Linked DNA regions of Mus musculus: region 2 is linked to region 1. Evidence: chromatin contacts called from public Hi-C data. All regions are on one chromosome and are shown on one strand. Each heading gives the region's core, a stretch centred on a gene start, on an enhancer-like site or on the middle of the called end of the contact. The rest is flanking DNA. Distances are from core to core; before and after follow the strand shown.

Region 1 (4,429 bases), core at 140-2,639:
TGGAAAGGACGTGAGGAAACCAGAGATCTGGGAACAAGTGGCCCTTTACTGGGGTGGGTTGTGTTGGAGAGCTCTGAAGGGTGCTGCTAGCCTGCAGGGCTGCCAGGGCTGCGCAGGGGGCGGGGAGCCGGACGATCGGCCCGCTGAAGCCCCGGAATTCCCACGGCGGGGCTCCAGTGGACACTGTCGCCGGCCTCTCGGCGACCTCCTCGGTGGCGCCGTGGGCCCTCAGCCAGTCCGCGCAGGGCGGAAGCGCGTCCCAACGGCTGAGTAAGAGAGGCGCGGGCACGCCAGCTTGTTTACCCCACTCGGCGGCGCGCCCCTGCGGGCGCCCCGTTCACAGGAGGCGTCCGAGCCGCGGAAGCGGGGAGTCCGGCGGCGGCGATTGGTCGGCGACACGGGGAGGAGGCTGGCGGGTGGGAGGGCTGCGTGGCGCGCGCCGCAATGGCAGCCCGCCGCCGCTAGATGCCGCTGCCTCCCAACAGGAGCTGGGCCGCGGGTTCGCGGCCGACAGATGGCGCCTGCGCGTTCCATTCGCCTCCAAGTCGCCGAAGAGCGAACACCCCAAACAATCCCGAAGCGCCACCAAAAAAAAAAAAAAAAAAAAAAAAAAAAAGAAAGAAAAAAAAAAAAAAGAAAAGAAAAAAAAAAGAAAGGAAAAAAAATACAGAAAAAAGGGAAAAAAACAAAACAAAACAAAAAAAGCACCCCGCCGGATCCGACCGCCACTTTCAAACCCCCCCACGGCTCTAGACCCGCGGGAGCTTCCGTCCCTCAGTAGAACTCAAGGGTGGAAAGAAGAGGAAGGGGGAAAAATCTTGTACCAGCCCAGGGGTGAAGAAGCCCCCGGCCTGAGAAAGAAGGAAGGAGTGGGGGAGGCCAACAGTCTCCTTGCTGCCTCTGTAGACGCTGAGGGGGGAGGTAAGTTATAAAATGGCGGAGGCGAAGCTTCTAGAAGTTTGGAGGGGCACCCGGAGGGCGCGCGGCCCACCGTGAGGTGTGTGTGCTTGCGATCGGGCGAAGAGAGCGTGCGGCCGGCCGGGAGGGAGCCGAGAAGGCCGGGCGCTCCGGGGCCGGGCCGCGGCCTCGTAGGGGGCCCCGCGCGGGGCAGCGAGCGAGCGAGTGGCCGTGTCCGGGCGGGGAGCGAGCCAGCGTCGCCCCGGCCCCGCGTCACCCCCTGCCTGTCCTCTCCGTCCCCAAGTCGCTACCCCAACACTTCCAAGGAACTTGCAGTCGCCCCCTGCGTCCCCTCCCCGCCTCCTTCCTCCCGGAGCCGCTTTTTTAGCGCAAGACGCTCCCTTCTCACTCCCCTCGCTGGAAGGTTGTCCCTTCGCCTCCCTCGCCCAAGTCTCCCCCGGGGACCTCGGCGGAGGGGGCTCCCCCCCCCACGGGTGGCCCAAAATGGAGAACGCGCAGCGGCGCAAGATGGAGGCTCGGCGCCTCCGCGTAGCCTGCTCGCTCGCTTCCTCTCCTCCCGGGGCCTCTTAAGCAGCCCGTGGAGGGGGACGAGAGCCCCCCAGACTGGAGGTGGGGTGGGGGTGCCATCCCTGGCCGGGATTCGGGGGGGGGACGGGTGGAGAAGAAAGGGGCAAACCCGGGGAGGCCACGGCCCGGTGGCGTGTGGTGGCGGGGAGGGGGGGTGGTGGTGGTGGCGGTGGGAGAGCGCGCCGTGGTGGTGCGGGGAAGGAAGCGAGCAAGATGGTGGTGCTGGGAACCCGGGGGGAGGGGAGGCCGAGCAGGCTCGTTTGTGTCTATTTGGGCCTCGGACCGAGGGAGGCGAGGGAAAATCTACTCTGCTCACACCCCTCCCTCGTCCCCCCTCCCCTCTCCCTTCCCCTCCTTGCCTCCCTCCCTCCCCTCCCCTCCCCTCCCCTCCCCTCCCCTCCCTCCCCTCCCTCTCTCCCTCCCTCCCTCCCTCTCTTCCTCCCTTCCTAGAGAGGGAACAACATTCATGTGACGGGCCCCTCGGCTTCTCTCCCCCGCCCCATCATCTCCAGCGCGTGGTGGGGGAACTGCTTGGGCAAAGCGGTTGGCATCGATCTCTCCATCCTTCCCGAGGCCCCGACTTCGGTCAGTTTTCTTAGGGCACCAATTTTCGAAATCGTTTGGGGTCCGGCGGCGTCGGTCCCCAGCGCGTAGAGCTTGCCCCGAAGGGGGCCCTGCCTGCCTGGCATGGGCGGAGGGGGGGGAAGGGCGGGAGTGGAAGGCTGTTTGTTGGGGGGTTTTGGCGCCACTTTTGTTTTAGTTTTAGTGCTGCTTTTTCGTTCCCACCCCCACCCGCACTGTCTTTCTCAAGGCACGAACTGAGCTGATCCTTGCCCCAGGTAGGCAGCCTCTGTTTTCCCTCCACACTTTTATTCTTGCTTGAGGGCGACTTTCTCTTTTCTTCTCTCACGTATCCGGAGATCTGCGGACTACAATTTTAGGAGAAAAAGGGTCGGCTGGGCCATGGGAGAGAGAAGGTGTGGGAAACAGCATCAAGTAGTTCCGCAAAACTTTGAGCCCCGTTCCCATTTTCTTCTGGCCTAGAATTGTAAACGTATTGTTGATTTCGGCCTTTTTTTCCCTTTCCCTCCCGCCGCGACAATGTCTTGTTTTGCCTTTAGTTTTGATTTTTTTTATTATTTTTTTGATAAACCGCTGTACTTTCGGCATTTAGTTTCTTCTCCTTGGTGTTATATGTCATTTTATTTTTAATCCTCAACGGTAATGGGTTCTCGTGTGATTTTTTTTTTTCGGGCTTTGGTGCTCGACTTGAATTTTTAATATTGCATTAGTAGTTTCATCCGGTCTGGGAGACTTTCTTCTCCGTGGCCTAGGATGTTTTTTTATGTTGTTGCCTACTCCCTCCCTCTCCCTCCTCCTTTCTTCTGTATGTAGTTTTTAAATTGAGGGTCGTGGTTTTTGATTTAATGATTATTTCCAGCTTCTATGCTATGTCTATCAGAAACTTTTGATCTGTGGGGTTAGGTTTAAGTAAAGGAGACGCTTGTGTTGGTTTGCAATGGTTCCTTAAAATGCGCGGGCCGCCTCCTCCTCGACCCTGGTAAAACCCCATCTTCCCTTCACATTGGAGTGTAAATTCCGTACCCCCTTTCTCCCACGGACCGCCGTATTTCACAGCAGCCACACCCTGTATATATGTCTCTGTGGATTGGACTCATTATCAGCTTAATTTAGTGACTTAAACCACCATGATGGGACTTGCTTAAGCACGAAGCTTCTTTTCCTGTTTGGTCCTGGTGGCTAGTGTCGAAAGAGGAATAATCGAGGTTTCTTAATGAAACCTAGTGCGGTCCAAGCATTGCCTTTTTTTCTGTTGTCTTTTTTCCTACTCCGGGCTGTTGGCGGTGTCAGCACCGCTGCTGGGGGCGGGGGGTGGAGGGGAGAAAGAGTCGGGTTACCGAAGTGCGTCATTCCTGGCTCTAGCAGGGCCTGCTCGGGAGCTTGCTGGTGTTTGTTACTGTCCTCGCAGCACTTTCCTGCCAACCTTCTCTCTCTGCGTATTGGTTAGGAGCAAAAGCAGGAGGCGGTCTCCTAATTCTGTCTGGAGCCCAGTGCGTTGCGTTTAAGGGTATATGTGAACTTATTATGCTTTTTTTTTTTTGATGGCCATGGAAAGTGGATATATTTCTGTTTAACAACATGCAATTCAGGTAGTTTGGTCTTGCTTTCATATCATATATTTCTCAATGAACGGTGGGGTTAATTTTGAGCATTTTAAACCACTTACGTCAAAATGCCTGGTTTTCTTTCTATGTTGATATCAATCTATAATTAGGGATCAGAAGGACCAGTTAAGGCAGAAGTGTTCAGCGGTTTTTCAAGTGGTTGAATTGTAATTTCATGACACATTGTGTTAAATCGTCTGTTTTTTTCCATTTTCGGATGAAGTGCGTGAATTCCTGCTAATTAGAAATATTTAAGTTCATTTCACCTCACATTTCTATTTATCCTTTTAAAATATAAAATGTACTCATTGAGTAGTAAATGTGGTTATTTCAATATTGTATACTGAATTTTTTGACGTTGCTATCTAGGAGTTGGGCAGGGTGCTTCTACAGTAACACTGTAAGATTTTTGACTTTTTAGCATGGTACTTTGATACTTTTGTTGCCTTGATGTTATCCTCAGTGTCCTTAGTGAGTACTGGCCCTCCATTCTCTTTCAAGATAGGGAGAGTAGGAGGCCAGAGATGAAAGGAGTGGTGGCCGCCAGTTGATTATTGTGGCTGGATGAGTTCAGAAGGGCTCATTGGTAACTTATTCTACTCTGCTGTTTGCTTGACAATTTCTGTAGTTGAGGAAAAAGAATTTGGAAGAGAGATTTCAAAGTCTTTACATCTTGGTGTGTTGACTTCTTTATATTTACTTAAGTTATTTACACGGAAACTTAGGCTTGTGTGTAGGAAATTACATAATGCCTAGCA
Region 2 (4,743 bases), core at 1,987-4,486, 210 kb after region 1:
TCCAGCAAATGGTTAAAATAAGCTGGTCACAACCCCAACTGGGTTGGAACCATCTATCTGCTTTGTTCTGAGTGCTGAGGCAGATTCTGGTCACCCCTCAGCCCCCCAATTTCCTATCACATAGAAAGACCTAGAGCAAATGCTGTTGATGCTTTGTTCAACGCTGAGACCTTTAGAATCTTCCGGTCAAAAGTGTGGCTACTTCATTCCTCCTTAGAATAGGGAACAAAACACCTATGGAAGGAGTTACAGAGACAAAGTTTGGAGCTAAGACGAAAGGATGGACCATCCAGGGACTACCCCTCCCGGGGATCCATCCCATAATCAGCCACCAAACCCAGACACTATTGCATATGCCAGCAAGATTTTGCTGAAAGGACCCTGATATAGCTATCTCGAGTGAGGCTATACCAGTGCCTAGTAAATACAGAAGTGGATGCTCACAGTCATCTATAGGCTGGAACACAGAACCCCCAATGGAGGAGCTAGAGAAAGTACCCAAGGAGCTGAAGGGGTCTGCAACCCTATAGGTGGAACAACAATATGAACTAACCAGTACCCCCAGAGCTCATGTATTTAGCTGCATATGTAGCAGAAGATGGCCTAGTCGGCCATCACTGGAAAGAGAGGCCCCTTGGTCTTGCAAACTTTATATGCCCCAGTACAGGGGAATGCCAGGGCCAAGAAGTGGGAGTGGGTGGGTAGGGGAGCAGGGAGGGTATAGAGAACTTTCGGGATAGCATTTGAAATGTAATTAAAGAAAATATCTAATTAAAAAAAAAAGAATCTTCCGGTCAGAAATATCCTGACAGCAAAGTTCCTACAAGGAGGGCCAGTTCTTAGGAGAGACTCTTGCTTCTTTATTAAGCTACTTTATGAAGGGGCTACCAGCAACCTGGTTAGTATGCTGGGACAGGCCTGGATTAGTTCAGCAGTAGTTGGTTAAATGCAGCCCTGTTCTGGCAGAAGTAATTTCTCCCAGGAGTCTATTGAACAAAAAATATTCTGACACTTAGAGGCAAGCAGTAGTAAGTAAGACTCTTCAAGAGTACAGCTGTCCCAGGAGGAGGCTGAGCTCAACTTGAACCACTTGGAGGACAAGTGGAGATGTCTAGCTAGCCAACGATCATTTTCAACAGACATCGAGAGCTGAGGATTTATGCCAAACGGACTGGAAAAGATTCTTAGCCAAAATGCCCCCTCTCCCTTGGCATTGAGAATTGAGTGCAGGGTGGTCAGGATATTCTAGGTGTTAATGGTGGAAAGTTGAAGAACTGATCAGCTATCAAGGATGATCAGGGTAGGGATACATCCGCTAACAGGATTCTTTGGTAAAAGTAGGCTGAGGGCCAGGCCAAGGCTAAGAACTGGTTAAAAAGAGAGCTTAGAGGCACCTGAATGAAGTGTAATTAAGGAGGAAACCTTGTTGTTCCTGGTCTACTGGGATGGACTTTTGTTATTAGGTCTGACAGTTGTTATGGCAGGAACTCAGGGCGCTCCCTCTGAGTGCAAGCCTGGCCTGGGAAAATGTTCCCAAACAGAAAATCCTAACCCTCTTCTCACCTAACTACAAATGTCAGAAAGATATAAATGAATGTGGCCAATCAAAACGAAGCTGCCTTTCTGAAAATCCACCCTACCATAAGGAGCAAGCATCAACCAATTAGAACTGTCATGTGCTGTACGGAAGGAAATTGCTGACATCAAGACCCAACCTAACCGAAAATGGACTGCTCCAAAATAGAAAATGCCAGTTTGTATTCTTATGGATAGTTCTATTATTGCTTTATTTACTGAATTCTTTGTGATAGACTAAGGAAGGTTGATTAAAAAAACCTGTTATTATTATTATTTTTTGTTTAGCTGTACAGTGAATTTTCTCCGCACAGATTGGCCTACCAATCTGTTTGACTCATAAAGATGCATGTCGAGAATCAGAGCTGGTGCCAGTGTGCGCTGCTGATTAGAATCTTCTGAACTTTGAAAACTCTAGGCTTGATCCTCACTAAGCCCTTGTCAATGAAGGAGGAATGAGATAACTATATGTTTAACATGCTTTCCTGGTGATTCTCATTAGCAGCTTGGCATGGGGCCATAGGCTTGCATTGTGGGCTGACTAAAGACAGTACTGGCTTGTTGTGGAGGGAAGGGGATGAGGGAAGGTTGAAGGGGATTCCTTGATCCCTTTCTCCAACACCGGCTCCAGCCATATTTGGAGGGCTCAAGATCTGTGTGCTTATGGAAATGGCAAATGAAGTGAAGATGGCAAAAGCTGCTACACTGGCTTTTTAGGCCTCCCGTCTAGGGCTTCTGTTGTCCCTCAGACATCTGGACCTTCACTCTCTTTCCCATCTTTTCTGAATTAAATAAAGCCTGCTCTTTTAAAAGAGGCTGGTTAACAGACAAAGATCCGAACATTGTAATGGTGCAGTGGACACAAAGTACCACCCCTACGTAACCAAGAAGCTATTTGCAATTAATGCCTGTTGGGAAAGGGAAAATCAGTCTCCCCCCCGCCCGACCCCCCCCCCCCAATGCAGTGTTGCTGGGTATACCACGCCAGGGCAGGCCCCATGTCCGTGTGTGTGTGTGTGTGTGTGTGTGTGTGTGTGTGTGTGAGAGAGAGAGAGAGAGAGAGAGAGAGAGAGAGAGAGAGAGAGAATTCGTGTTCCGCTTTGTTTTGTCTGGGTATATTTTGTCTTACTGATCCGATCTTTTCTTTCTTTTCTTTTTTTTTTTGTCCGTCTGTTTTTTGTTCTTTGTTTTTTGTTCCTTTTGTTGTTGAGAGAAAGAGAGGGAAAGAGCACGCGAAAGAACATAAAGTTGGCTGAGTAGGGAGGTGGGGAAGCAATCTGAGAGAAGTTGGGGGAGGGGAAAGAATTCGAGAGGTGAAGGGGAGAAGGGAGGGGCCCTGGGAAGCGGGGGGGGGCTGGGAGGAGAGAGGATGTGAATACGTATACATTAATGAAAAAATATGTTGTATGAAAAGAAATTTAAAAATTAAAAAGAGGCTGGCTGGTTAAGGGCTGTTGAAATATTGCCGTGGTAGACCAGATCGGAGGTCCTGGGTTAGATTCCAATGAATAACAAACAAACAAACAAACAAACAAACAAGAAGCTGGCTAAGTATTGTTCACTAAGGTTTACATTGTTGTTAAAGGAAGACCGAAACTTAGCCGATCCAGTGTGTGTAGATGCAGATGCTTGCCAGAGAGGGGAGCAAGGTGTCAGTTCCGTGTTGGTGGAGAGGAAGAAGTCGGCACTTGCTGTTTTGTTTCTCTTGCTTTTGCCTGAAGTCAGCTCCTAGATTTCGGCTGTGCCCCAGGTTTACAGGACATTCTAAACGCTACCAGTCAGTGTTCTGTCCTTTTCCTGAAAGGACAGGGGAAAAAAAAAAGTTCAAAGCTAAACCCTGATTCCCAGGTAAGATGCAACCCTTACTGAAATAGCACAGTGTCAGCAGAACGTGGTCTTATTGGCTCATTATCAGGCAAGGTCAGGATATTATTTCTGGAAGCTTCTGAAAGCCGCAGCCTGTTAGGGGAAAAAAATCTTTCCGAGAATTTCATACAGCTTGCTCTCCCTTGTTCTCATAGGCGCTCCCGTTGGCTGGGCTCCTTTTCTTCCTTTTCTTGGGCCTCTTTTTAAAATGCTAATGAAATTTGCTTGATCTCTGCTTCCACCTCCCACCCCCAGCTAATTTGGGAGATCAAGAAAGGGAGCTGATATCTATAAAAGATGGGCTTGTCTTTCCACCTGAGCTACCTTTGTATCTCAGTCCCCTTTTTAGCAGGAAATGGTGTCGGGGCCCTAAACACCAACATATATAACGTTGATTGTATTCTGCATAACAAATTGGATTAGGATAATTACCACACAGATGTTAAAAAACCCTGAATGCAAATCAATGCAATTAGTCATGACTTAATATACTATAATTCGCACGTTGGAAAGTCTTATTGTGATTATACTATTTTAGAACTAAATGCTTTAACCGAAAAGGGGAAAGAAAAGAATGCTTTTGCGCTGGTTCTGCACGTGCTCTGAACAAGAAACTGTCTTATGCTAATCCGAAATTTCACTACTCAGAATTCCTATTAACTAATCAGATCCTTCCATTTCTCCCCCCACCCCCTTATATAGAGAACTGCAGTTTCTTTAGCAAGACGATTTCATGCGCAATTCGACTTGAATGCCACCATTATGAACAAAAGAATCTGCACACGGATGCTTTTGACAAACATGGCTTTAGAAAACCCGAGTCTGGGTGGTGCGGAGCAGCCTCTCCCCTCCCTGGATGGACTCTGAAACAAAGCCAAGTGTAAGCAATTAGAATGAGTCCAAGTAGCCCTGCAGTAAGGAGACCTGTCAGAAGGGCAGTGGGCTCTGATCTGTCACAAAGGACTGTGCAGCTTGAGGGGGGCGGGGTGGGCAGGGTTGAAACTGCAGTTTAGAATCCCTCTTTCAGACTGCGCATCCAAGTGTGGTGCAGCATCAATCAATGGAAAGGTGCCTTTATCTAATTCACAGGCGCTGCCTTATACAGATGGGCCAGTAGTCGAATCACAGAGGAGAAAGTACAAGAAAACGAGTGTCATCTCCAGAAACAACAGTCGTTGGGAACCCTTGAGTTAGAGCAGTGAATACAGATCCAGTTCCCAAGTCAGTCAGGGTTACATAGTGAGAAATAAAGAAGGAAGGAAGGAACTAGAACTTGTATTTCAGGATAGATCATTTTTTTTC

What was found. Hi-C and Micro-C count contacts between places; a contact is called where the count stands out from the background.
Region 2: a Hi-C map of reprogramming fibroblasts shows a contact between it and region 1, with 3 times the contacts expected there. The contact joins the enhancer-like site here to the promoter of Stag2 in region 1. A contact is called at or near these places in 5 of 484 Hi-C or Micro-C datasets (CD8 T cells, double positive thymocytes, reprogramming fibroblasts and 1 more), 2 of 115 datasets of contacts at active chromatin or transcription factors (stem cell-derived neural progenitor cells and thymic regulatory T cells) and 2 of 9 other capture datasets (adipose tissue and pancreatic islet).

The regions. Positions count from the first base shown.
Region 1 is chrX:42,148,765-42,153,193 of GRCm38.p6, forward strand. Stag2 (stromal antigen 2) reads left to right here and starts at 1,390. Exons shown (of 34, transcript NM_001290713.2): 1 at 1,390-1,527.
Region 2 is chrX:42,357,470-42,362,212 of GRCm38.p6, forward strand. No RefSeq gene overlaps it. Among named protein-coding and RNA genes, the nearest start is that of B230118I11Rik, 18 kb to the right of the region's middle. Within about 2 kb of position 3,237, at least 77 of the 459 cell types and tissues checked have an H3K27ac peak or open chromatin away from gene starts, as enhancers often do. A contact at or near this core is called in CD8 T cells, adipose tissue, double positive thymocytes and 3 more, where this site is marked.